2 separate regions of the Mus musculus genome follow, and region 1 is linked to region 2. A link is a contact called in public HiChIP or PLAC-seq data. All regions are on one chromosome and are shown on one strand. The core of a region is the stretch at or near the end of the contact, and the rest is flanking DNA. Distances in the headings are between cores, read along the strand shown.

Region 1 (6,002 bases), core at 2,126-4,625, 680 kb before region 2:
GTCACAAGGGATTGAGGGAAAGAGGAAATGGGAATTACTTATTAATGGGCATAAAATCTTAAGATAGATAACTAAGGTCCAGAAACATTCTGTACAGGATTGAACACATACAGTGTGTGTGTGTGTGAAAGAGAGAGAGAGAGAGAGCGCTCATACATTAATACTAAATTAAGTGCTTCATGGTTATACTAAGTCATATTAAGTCATAGGGCTTCATACATTCATACTAAAAGAATTTAGCAAGATGGTTGATCTTATGTTCTTTCCAAAGGCAAATAAATTTTAAAGTCAGGTAATATCTGAACAGGACTTGATCTATCACTTGCATGAGGTGTGCCATTGTTATTTTGTGCTATATAGGAAAGTAACTTTCTATAAATATGTTTTTATTGCACTATTACGGACAAACATCTTCCATCTCCCAGCCCCTTTTGTGATATTTGTGCTCATTTTTCTAGGCTCTGCTTCAATCCTTTCTCAGCAAGGCCTGATGTTCTCTGTGTACAGTATAATTTCATACTATCCCTGCTTTACTCCTCACTGGATAGAAGTGTATGAAACCTTAGACCTCCATTCCCATGACAACTGAAATTTTCCAGTTGTTGAACAACTGGAACATGTTTCAACAATTTTCTTTCTTAATAACCCAATCACTCTCAGCATCATCTACTGCAAAAGAAAAGGAACTGAAAAGGGCAAAGGGAGGTTTTTTTTTCCCCCAGGTTAAAGAATTAGAGTATAGAAATGAGACAGAGACACAAAAAAGGATTTGGAGAAAAAGGGTTTTGGGCTGGAATTCATTTACAGCCCAGAGGAAAGCCTTCCTGGAGAATCTGAGCCAGAGTGAGGTGGGGGCTGCACAGAGCAAACTGCTCATTGCTGCACAAGCATTAGGGTCCCCATCAGTTCCCCCAAAGCTTTGGGATGCCAACAGCATAGTAACAGGATTCATACACTGTACAGAAAGAAAAATTACAGAGGATTTTCCTTTTACTTTGAAAAATATCTTTTGTCTGTAACATACCATCTACTTCCATGTTTGAATACATAGTAAAGAACATGAAACAGAATCCACACCTTCGTAGTCCAGATACTTTTATATTAATGACTTAACTTTTAAAAAGAGAAAGTTAACGTATATGGGGACCTGTGCCTGTAACACTAGCATTCAGGAGACTGAGGCAAGAGGATCCTGACTTCAACAACAGTCTCAGCTCTGAGGAAGAGCAGGTCTCAAAATCAAGTGGAGTGGGGGTGGCGACAGCGGTGAAGAGAAGAGAAAACAGTAAGGGAGGAAACGCCATCAGCACTGAATCCACAATGACGTTCATGAATCTTATCCAACACAGGGAACACAGGAAATCACACAGAGCAAAAGCCATTAGTAAGCTGTAAATGTTTTTATGCCATAATTTCTGCTTGGGACGGCAATATTTCTCATCTTTATTTTTTCTATAAGACACCTAAACCCTACTTAAATTCAAGTATATTTAAAATCTTATGCATAATCTCACTGCACTCTGACTAAGAAGAAAAGTAGGTGTAACTACAGACAGGTATTCTGGAATTCAAATCACATTCTAGAAAATCTTTATAATAATTATTCAGGTTAAAAGTCTAGAGGTATTACTGTAATGCTAGATTTACATTTTAAATATCATTATTATGACTTATCATGTTTTGTTATGCTTCCTTAGTCAAAACTCCCAATCCAAGGCAGTTGGTAAAAACTAGAATTTGTCTTCCCAATATCAGGTGATGTTGAGTCCTGCACGGTCCTGCATGGAAGAGACAGTGTGACATGTTTTCTCGACCCTGGAGCAGATCCAGGAGGGTGTGGGTCTCCATGAGTGTTGAGGATTGTTGGGCACGAGGCTTGTTTGTATAAAAATATGTAGATATATTAGTTCATGTTTCTCCTTCAGGAAATAGTCTCCCAGCCAAAGTTATTGGGAAAAATTTTCCCTGACATGATTAAAGGGGAATGTCCTCTCTACCAAGGTTAATGACTCCATAATAATCAGAAACAGCACGAGTCTGAGAGGTGAGGGTAGGTCTATGTCCTTAGCCAAAAAAAAAAAAGTAAACATGTGACCTTCAGGACAGTCCTTCAGGCTATGGGAATGAACTCTGAAAACATGAGTTCAAAAATATATAATTTATCGACTGTGCAAAATATAAGGATGCAATATGAATCATAGGAAGGGCTTCATGGACCTTAAAGAACCGAGGCAGCTGCACTACGTGCCAGCTCTTCAGAAAGTTAAAAAGAGCCGGCAGATACAAAGGTGGGCGGATTCCTGAGTTCAAGGTCGGTCAGGGGCTCAGTGAATTTAGGTCCAGGCAGGGTCAGAATGGTAATCTCTGGATGGGATGCCACCCAGATAAGTTTATTGTCTGTGCTTACAAAGGTAAGCAGTTCTCTGAATTCATTTGCAATGTTTAAAAAAAAATGCGCTTGTTGTCATTTTTTTTTCCCTCAACCCGGGGCCCTGTTCCTCCACCACCACTGCATTTTTTTTTCCAATCAGTGGGCTGGGGACAAGGAATGTTGATTTGTGGGCTAGTCAAAATGGAGGCAGAAGTAAATAACTAAACTGATATGTAAATAAAAGACTGGGCTTTGGTCTTTGAGAGCTGAGCTATCTCAATGAGCTGTCTGGAGATCTACAGAGAAAATTGTCTTAAACAATAATCTTTCCTCGCCTTTCTGTTTTCCAGACAGAAATAAATTTTTTTCTCTACTTTATTTGAAATAAAAAATAAGACCCCTATCTGAAGGATCCCATTTCAAGGGCCATAAAAAAATAATGCCATACACCAGCTACTCTGATTATTCTTATTCTTAAATTGCATTTATTCCTAAGATAGGCAGGGAATTTCACACTGAGCATAGTTGCTTACGGCTGAGGGCATTTGGTTCTTGGGAAGTAGTCAGCCCCACACTTTGAAGCACAGGCTCAAGTATCTAATCATAGCTGGCTGCTGTTGGGGAAGTTTTGTGAGGCTAGGGGTTGTCACAAGAAAACATGCAGAAATTTTCCACCCACAGCGAAAATTAACAGTCTCCTATGGGAAGTTATAAAGCACAACTAGACTAGCCTGATCATACTGAGTCTGCTCCACACTCCCCCGTGCAGAACAGACTGTCCTTTAAGCATTCCAAGCGAGAATCCTGGGGTGATCACTGTTGCCCATGTGCCTTCTGACTGAGCTTTAGTGCTGTTCCATGTTACATCTTCCAGTAGCTCCAAAATTGTTCTCTGAGGAGCAAGTGTCTTTTTTTGGTTTTTCGAGACAGGGTTTCTCTTTATAGCTCTGGCTGTCCTATAGCTCACTCTGTAGACCAGGCTGGCCTCGAACTCAGAAATCCGCCTACCTCTGCCTTCCAAGTGCTGGGATTAAAGGCGTGCACCTCCACGCCCGGCTGAGGAGCAAGCGTCTTGTTCCTGGACTTTTCTGCGGTGGTCTAGTGATATGCCCAGCAGGGACTATGGCAGAGTCCAACCCTTTTCAGCCAGAGCTACACAGCGAAGGTTAGTAGCCTTCAATACATTGAGCATTGTTGTATTACCAAGTGTTGGGCAACAAAAGGTCTTTCCAGCAGCAAAGTACTGAAGGAAAAAGAAATTGGCTTAACTTCATCTCCATTGTTCCGGGAACAACAAATGGAAGCTTGACTTTGCCAAGACTTGAATTCCTTCGGGAATGACACTAATAAAAGACCAAGACCTCCGGATTGAATTGGATGTGAGGTGCTCTGTAGGCTGCACTTTTTTTTTTTTTTTCCTTTTTTGGCTTTGTAGTTTTCCTTTCTCAGTTAACATCTCACACTCTAACATTCCACGTTCCCCAGCAGTGCGGGGCCAACTCAAGTTTACAGTCCCGACTGAAAGTCACCCTGCTTCTAGCTTATCTGAACCCTGCGCCTCACTCCTATTTATTAAGCATCACACTACCAGGGAGATGAACTTTGAGCAAACTGTGCAATTGATAAAATATACTCTGTTCTTTACGTTCTTGCTATTGTATCATACATAATAGTATCACTTTTTCTACATCTTGGTCAAATAAATTTTTGCATATTAAAAAAAAAGAAACAAAAAGAACTAAATCTACAAGCCTTGCTAGATTTTCTGACTCAAGAGTTTTAGCCTCTGATCATACCCTTTTGCACAATCACACATTTGAATATGGCCTCCATAAACCCAGGGTAGGGTTCTGAATCGCTTCTGGATATCTTAAGATATATACACTTTCGGAATGTGACACATCTAAAGATGGCATGGAAGCTCTATACCCTGTCCTCCATACGTCTCCCTCCGTATCTTGTATGTCAGTAGAGTGCAAGCTTACCTAAGATTCTGTGGATAAGAATAAGCTGGAAGTCTGAAATTTAAGTGTGACTACTACTTTGGCTTAGTGAAGATATTTATAAATATATATATATATATATATATATATATATTAAGAGCAGTCAGTAATCTTAACCACTAAGCCATCTCTCCAGCTCCTGGCTATGTTTTGTTTTCATCATGAGGTGACACTTGCCAAAGTATATTTTTGAAATAGAGCAGGGTGAGTAGGCTACAATTTTGAGTGTACCCCTTGCTTGTGTGACCTGGACACACTCTACAACTGCATTTGGTTCCTGAGTAAAATGTTACTCACTTGTAGAACCTTCAATTAAGTATTTGATTACATGAGTTTAACACATATGAACAACACACAGGAACACAGAGAATGTTGACTTACATTATTCAAGTTCAGGGTTATTTAGCCCTTTCTTAGCATTTTTTAACAAAGACTTTTTTTAACATTCACAAAATTAAGCAGGAAGTAGAGAAAATTCCTACATACCTCACGGCTTCCCACACACACACACACAATCAAGAGTGGGCATTTGTTATAACGAATGAACCTATACTGACACACCATTAATACAGAAGATATAGTTTATGTTAGAGTTCATTCTATTTTATCTATCAGACCTGTGGGTTTTGCTGCAACTATAAAGGCATGCTATTTCAGCAGCACACAGAGCCCTTGATGCTATAGGAACCCCCGCACATTATTCATTTTCTCCACCCCTGGATGCACTAATTTTACTGTCTCCATAGCAATGCCCTTTACAGAATATCACCACTGGCAGATTGAATGAGAATGGCCCCTGCAGGCTAACATGTTTGAATGTCTGGTCTCTGGTTGGTGAAATTCTTTGGGAAGGATTAGGTGTGGCCTTGTTGGAAATGGCATGCCACTGGGTGCAGACTTTGAGCTTTCAGAAGCCTACACATACCCAAATGGCTCGGCAATTAAGAATGTAAGCTCTCAAGGACTGTTCAAGCCCCATTCCTACCTGCCTGCAGCCATGCTCCCCTCCGTCCGTGATGATTATAAACTCATCATTTAAAACTGTAAGCAAGCCCCAATTAAAACTTTCTTCTGTAAAATGCCTTCACCATGGTGTCTCTTCATAACAGTAGAAAAATAAGACAATCAGAATGGCATAGTCTTAGCATACATCAATTTTTGGATGATTTTTCTTTACTACGTAACATATATTTTAATTCTTCACTACTTTAGTGCCAAATAAAGTTCTGTTGAATAGATGTGCCTGCTTGTTTATTCATTCACCTCCTGGTTAGCCTCTTGGTTGGTTGCATGTTTTGGCAAATGTGAATAAAGCTGCTGTAAAAAACTTGTGATTCCAAATTGCATTGGCCATCAACTCCTATGAACCTTGCTTGATTTAAGAGTATGCCTGATACATCTAATTTCACTCCCCTGGGGGGAAAAAATGATTTTCCCTTTCCCCAGATCTACCATTTGCAAACAGCTTCTTGATTAGGAATGGGACTTTGTGTATCACTAGTAGTGAAAGGAAAGCAAAGTATAACGTGTATCTGCTGAATCATAAAAGCAACACCAATAGGAACCCCAATGCTCAGAATTGTGTATCTTAGAACTTTTGGGTTGGTTTGGTTTGGTTGAGATGTGTT
Region 2 (6,148 bases), core at 1,729-4,228:
TGGAGGAAAAGCATCTTTTCCCAGGTATGCCTAAGACATTGGAAACATTTCAAACTTCAGAACTAATGTTGGCAAGGGGTTACTAACCTCAGAAGTTTCCAGTTTAATGAATGACTTGATAATGATTTTTAAAGAGCTGCAGAGTAACCAGGATGTCTGACTGTGGATATACATTGGAGCTACAATGCTATTTTCCCTGTGTGCAACAATGACTTACATACTGGGTGTTTCATAGCCATTACCACTATGCCATGATTTCTCATTTTTCAAATTGATCTTAGTGTTTAAAAAAAAACAAAACTATACTTCTGTAGGAAAACAGGTTTTTTAAAAAGAGCTGTGTTTCAATTTTTTTTTTTACAATTTTTAAAACAGCTACATGTGTCCCTAAAAATTCCACCCTATTGAAAATAAACACGTATGAAGTGTGTATTCTATAGTGAGTCCTAGGAGGAAAACAAGTGTGCCAAAGACATTTCCTATACTGTTTCATGAAGGGGCCACAGTGCTCACTCTTGTCTGTTGATTTTTATATTTAAACTTAGCAGCTGTGACAAGTAGGAAGTGCATCCCTCCTAAAGCTTCCTGGGGAGTGCTGAACTCACAGGTTCACTCCTTCTATCCAAAGTGTAGGGGTGGGAGGTTCTGGGAAGTGCTTGGAGCGCAGTCTCATGGTGTGGAATCAATCAATAGTAACATGACCAGTGTCACATGTGAGGCAGTGCAGACACTAATCTCTGGGGCAAAGGAGGCCTGCAAGCTCATGACAGACATTGCATCGGGTGACTCAGAACAAACTGAGCAATTTCTTCCTGAGGCTGATGCATTAAAACAGAGCACCTCCATCTTCTCTGATCTGTGTGCACCATATTAAGTGTACAGTGGCCAAAGCCACGTTTAAGTAGTGTCAGGAATAGCAAATAAAGACAGCAGGCCTGCAGCAGGCTGCATGAGGACTTAGATGGTCATGAGAACATTGGGAATTTAGGCTGGCCGTGGGCGCACCTCTACTTTCCTAAGAAAGTCAAAGTGTTTACTGCTTTATCACCACGGCCTGCTCTCACCTGTCATTTATGATTTTTCAGATATAAAACCTTGGTAAGATCTTTTCATACATTTTTATAAAGTAGAAGGGAATACAAGATTCCCCAGTTGGTACACTTTTTCAGATCTGTCCGATAGAAGCACTAGTTTGTGACATATCCCTGCTGCGAACTGCGGACTGAGACATGACACCTGAGGATCATGGCTTTCCCTCCATTATTGGAGCTCTTGATATAAAGTTCATCTGCTACTGTGGAACCCAAGTTTCTGCAGTTGGTTTCGAGCTACAGGCAGTTTGTAACGCTTGCATGAGTGAACAGTGTCTCAGTCTTTAATTTTCAGTGGTACTGTTTATTTTTCAGAACTCCACAAAGAATGCTGGCTATGTCTATCTTTCCATCTGTATTTTGTTGCCTCGATGTACTATATTTGTTGCATGTATATTAAAGATTTTTTTAACCATACAGTACTGGTCTTTTTCCTTGACAAATATAGTTACCTGGTTCAAGTGTTTACTGAACTTCCATTTCAGCACATAGAATAAATATTGAGGACTAATTAAATCCAACACACTAATGGATATGATTGGAGAAAACCCTTCTGTTGAGATTGAATATTATACATACTTTTAAAATATTCCTTATATAGCACATGACATTTTGAGAGTTACTGACTACATATAGGACAATGGTCCCAAGTAACTGAGAGAAGTTGAAAAATTCCTATCCCTTAGTGACATCACAACTCTCTAATATAAAACTGACAGAAATTCTGATATATTCTGAATTTCTTATAATTCAAGAACCAAAGAGTAGAGGGAAAGATAAAGTCCAGTCAACTCGTAGTTTACAGGCAAAACCCGGACACGGTTATAGTCATGGCCTGGAAATATGTTAACATGTTGCCATCATGTGGCCATATGATGTAATTAAAATTTGTAGTAAAGAATATAAGGCACTGAGTATAAAACAGATGTCTCCTATATTCCTTTATTCATTTTTTTGAACCTCTCCAGGAGCACCAGGACTGATGTATAACGGACTTGGGGATTCTTTCCAAAGAGTCCTTCTCATCACAGTATGTATCAGTCTACATATCTATATACATGATATGTAGCGAACAGTGTATTTCCTGGCTTCCCCCACTGTGTGTTGTAACATAGATACAGGCACGGCAGAGAGTAGCTGATTTTTTTTTTTTTTATTAAACTCAGCCTAAACTGTGTATAAGCCCTTTTCCTGTTAACAAGGCAGTGGCCCTCAGAGTCTGGTGACATGTTTCAGCAATCTGGCAAAGTGTTCTATCTGCAGTAAGAATTGCAAATCAAATTATGTTTTCACATTCAATTTGCAAGTGTTTTCTGCAGATTTTTTTGATTTATGTTCATTAAGGAGACTGGACTATAGTTTCCTTTTTTATTATGTCTTCATGCAGTTTTGGTATCAGGTTGATTATGGTTTCATAAAATGAGTTTAGTAGTGCTCTTTGTTCTTTCTGACAAGATAAAGGCAACCAGAGACAATAAAACATTTAAATATATTAGATCTACCCCAAATGAAAAAATTCTTATTGTGGAAGCTGTATTCTGTAGCCATGAACCCCACAGTACACCCTTTTGTTCTTATTGTGGAAGCTATATTGTGTAGCTGAGTATCCCACAGTACACCCTTTTGTTCTTATTGTGGAAGCTGTATTGTGTAGCTGTGTACCCCACAGTACACCCTTTTGTTCTTATTGTGGAAGCTGTATTGTGTAGCTGTATACCCCACAGTACACCCTTTTGTTCTTATTGTGGAAGCTGTATTGTGTAGCTGTGTATCCCACAGTACACCCTTTTGTTCTTATTGTGGAAGCTGTATTGTGCAGCTGTGTATCCCACAGTACACCCTTTTGTCTCAGCAGCTTTACTTGCAAATGCTTTCTGCAGTGCATCTATTGGTCTGGTTCCAGAACTCTGGCTTCTGTTATACTATCAATACTGGAGCCTCCCTGGGACTCCTCTGGGATATCCTGTCACTGCCCTGTGTCATGGAGATCCTGTAGTTTTGGATTGCAGGACTGGCCCTTTCGCACTCTTCGACAGTTCATAGATGGGGTAGATGTTGGGGAGGGTCAATGTTAAAGTCCTGGATTTGGGCCTGGCTTGTAGCTGAGCTGGTCAGTACACCAGCTCCCCCATACTGAAACCACCATGGGAGAGCTCTCTGGCAGAACACTGACTAGCCCACCCAATGCTGCAGCCAGCAAGAGGCAGAGCCAGCTCTTCTACTCTCATGCCCTCGTGCCGATTCATCCCAACCCAGCAGGGCCAGCTCTGCTGTCCAGTTGAGGTGTGGGCTGCTCTCCCAAGTACTACACCCAGCAAGGGGCTGTGCCAACTCTCTTGTTCTCATGCTTTGGGACTGGCTTACATGTGACCCCTTGCAACCAAGGACAGCTCTACTGTGCTGACCAGGAGGGCCTGCTGAGTACTGCTCGGAGACAGCTCTCCTGCTCTCATGACCTTGGGGGCCAGCTCTCCCATCTTCCATAGGTGGTGAGGTGGGGGAGGGCATCTCTCCCTTGCCACAGCACCACACATTAGACAAGTGGCCAGGCCAGCTCTCCCACACTTACACCCCAGGACCAGCTCACTCACAACCCCCCAGCAACCAGGGCCAGCTTTGCTCTGCTCCCTGGGTGAGATGTGGGGCCCCTTCTCCTGAGTACTGCAGTTGGAGACTATGGACATCCGCCTGGCCTTTGGTGGGAATAGACCCCTGCTGTTGCAGGTCCATGAACTTAGACATGGCCCTGGCTGGCAGCATGGGCCAGGACCCCACCATAACCCCAGGTGGCATCACCAGCCACCCTCATCAGGCTGTTCTTCACACTCTCAGCAGTTCTACCTCCCTTCACTGTACAAACATCCCTCTCCCTCTCTGTCTCTCCACCACTACTTGCTCATCATCATAATGATGCCTGGGGCCTCTGTGTTTCTGGTGTCATCTCAGGAGTGTTATGTCCCACCCATTCACTGGACATGGATTGCCTAAGGCATGGACTACCCAGCCAGGCCTGCATGACACTGGCTGGGGGGTCTTCTCTGGTGTGGTCTGTCTGACTGGGTAGCATGGTACCTGACTGGCTCAACTTGCTTTTTATAGGTGTTCTGCATCTTGGTGTCCAGAGACAGGGTCCAGATTTTATTCCTGAGTCTTAGGCCTAGTGTTTTCTTTCACTGCGTTATTCAGTGCTTAAAGTTTCACAAAAGACAACTAACTAATGTCATTAAGTATTTTCTAAGTTCTGATGTCTTTGTAGTGTATTTGTACAAGACAAAGCTGAATTTGCCTGCTTTTTTTTTAATCCAGATGTTTTTATTACTGCATCAGCTCTATTAATTCTTATCTGTTTATCTCATTTGGATTAATTTTTGTAGGTCATATACATCTAAACATTCATCCATTTATTTTAGATCTTTCCAATTTAACAGAATATATTTTTAAGATCACTCCTAGTAATTCTTTTGAATTTCATTTGTATCTATCATAATGGCTCTCTTTTTCTCTAGTTTTATTATTCTGGGTCTGAAAATACTTTGGCAAATTTAGTCTTACTTAATTGATCAAATGACCTTGTAATTTTTATAATTTTTCATTTCTATTTCATCTATTTCTGCCCTGTTTTAATTATTTCTTTCAAACTGATTTTGAGTTTGGTCTTTCTGGTTTTTCCAGGTCCCTCAGGTTTGTCATTAAGATTTTGTTGTTGTGTTTTTATTTTCTTTTATTTCTGTAAATTGCTGATCTCTTTTTTTGATCTCTGCATTGACTGACCAATCTATCATTCAGTGGTGTTGTTCAGTCTCCCTGAGTTTGTGACTATTCTGTAGTTCCTCTTGCTATTAATCTGCAGTTCTAGTCAATTGTGGTCAGATAAAATACAGGAGCTTTTCCAGTTTCCCTCTATTTGTTAAGAGTGTGTACTCTGTCCTAATATATTATCTATTTTAGATAAAGTTGCGTGGGCTACTGAAAAAAATATGAACTCTTGAGTGTTCAAGTAGAATATTAAATAGATGTCTCTTAAATCTATGATATATGATCTCATTTAATTTATATGTTCTGTTTACCTTTTGCCTGCATGATCTATCAATTAATTAGAATGGGCTATCACAATCTCCCACCATTATGCTGCTGACTATACCATTGCTGGTGTCTTGTTTTATGACATCAGAGGCACCCACACTTGCTATGTAGATGTTTAGAATTGTAATGTCTTCTTGGTGGATTGTTCACTTAGTCATTACAAAGTGGCCTTCTTTATCTCTTCCAACTAGTTTTGGTTTCAAGTCTATTTTATCAGATATGAAAACTCCTTTATTCCTAGATCTATTTGCCTGGAATCCATTCTCTACTCTGTCCTCTAAAGTATTATCTGCTTTATCTGTCTTTTATGATCAAGTAAGGTTCATGAACACACACAAGGATGAGGCCTGTATTTTAATACACTAGTTTAGACTGTGTCTTTTCAGTGGGTGAATTGAGACCATTAATTTGTTTGTTTGTTTTAAGATAAGGTTTTTCTGTGTATCCCTGCCTATTCTGGAACTTGCTCTGTTGACCAAGCTGGTCTCGAACTCAGAGATCCACCTGCCTCTGCCTTTTAAGTGCTGGGATTAAAGGCGTGCGCCACCACTGCCCATCTGAGATCATTAATATAGAGTGATTGTTGAGTGATGCATATTTATGTCCTGTCATCTTGTTGATTTTGTAGAATTTGCTATATCTAGTCCCTGTAAGGTTCCAGTATTGATAGTATTCAGTATTGATACCTTACAGGGAGCCAGAGGGCTCAAACCAAACCAGTGACTCATTGCAATGAACCTTCGCACAAAGTGTGGACTAAAAGGTGACACACTGGGACTCACTATAGCTTCCATAAGATTTTTTTCTTCTTTTTGGAGGGAGGTTGCAAGGATGGGGTAGATATGAAGGGACAGAGATGAGTGAGATTGGAGTGCATGATGTAAAATTCACAAAGAATCAATTAAAGGTTTAAAACAAACAAAAAGAAAAAAAGCAGCTGAGCAAGCCATGAGGAACAGGTCAGTGAGCAGCAT

What was found. HiChIP or PLAC-seq counts read pairs in DNA pulled down with a chosen protein or histone mark.
Region 1: a contact with region 2 is called in an H3K27ac HiChIP or PLAC-seq map of embryonic stem cells, with 5 times the contacts expected there. The contact joins two enhancer-like sites. A contact is called at or near these places in 13 of 39 promoter capture datasets (the 3T3-L1 cell line, 3T3-L1-derived adipocytes, the C10 cell line and 7 more), 1 of 15 datasets of contacts at CTCF or cohesin (large pre-B cells), 7 of 115 datasets of contacts at active chromatin or transcription factors (DN3 thymocytes, the SCID.adh cell line, bone marrow-derived macrophages and 4 more) and 1 of 9 other capture datasets (embryonic stem cells).

Annotation. Positions count from the first base shown.
Region 1 is chr5:9,162,879-9,168,880 of GRCm38.p6, reverse strand. No RefSeq gene overlaps it. Among named protein-coding and RNA genes, the nearest start is that of Dmtf1, 4.1 kb to the right of the region's middle. Within about 2 kb of position 3,375, at least 9 of the 459 cell types and tissues checked have an H3K27ac peak or open chromatin away from gene starts, as enhancers often do. A contact at or near this core is called in embryonic stem cells, where this site is marked.
Region 2 is chr5:8,485,696-8,491,843 of GRCm38.p6, reverse strand. Rundc3b (RUN domain containing 3B) reads left to right here. Exons shown (of 11, transcript NM_001347311.1): 11 at 1-1,508. Among named protein-coding and RNA genes, the nearest start is that of Slc25a40, 66 kb to the right of the region's middle. Within about 2 kb of position 2,978, at least 35 of the 459 cell types and tissues checked have an H3K27ac peak or open chromatin away from gene starts, as enhancers often do. A contact at or near this core is called in embryonic stem cells, where this site is marked.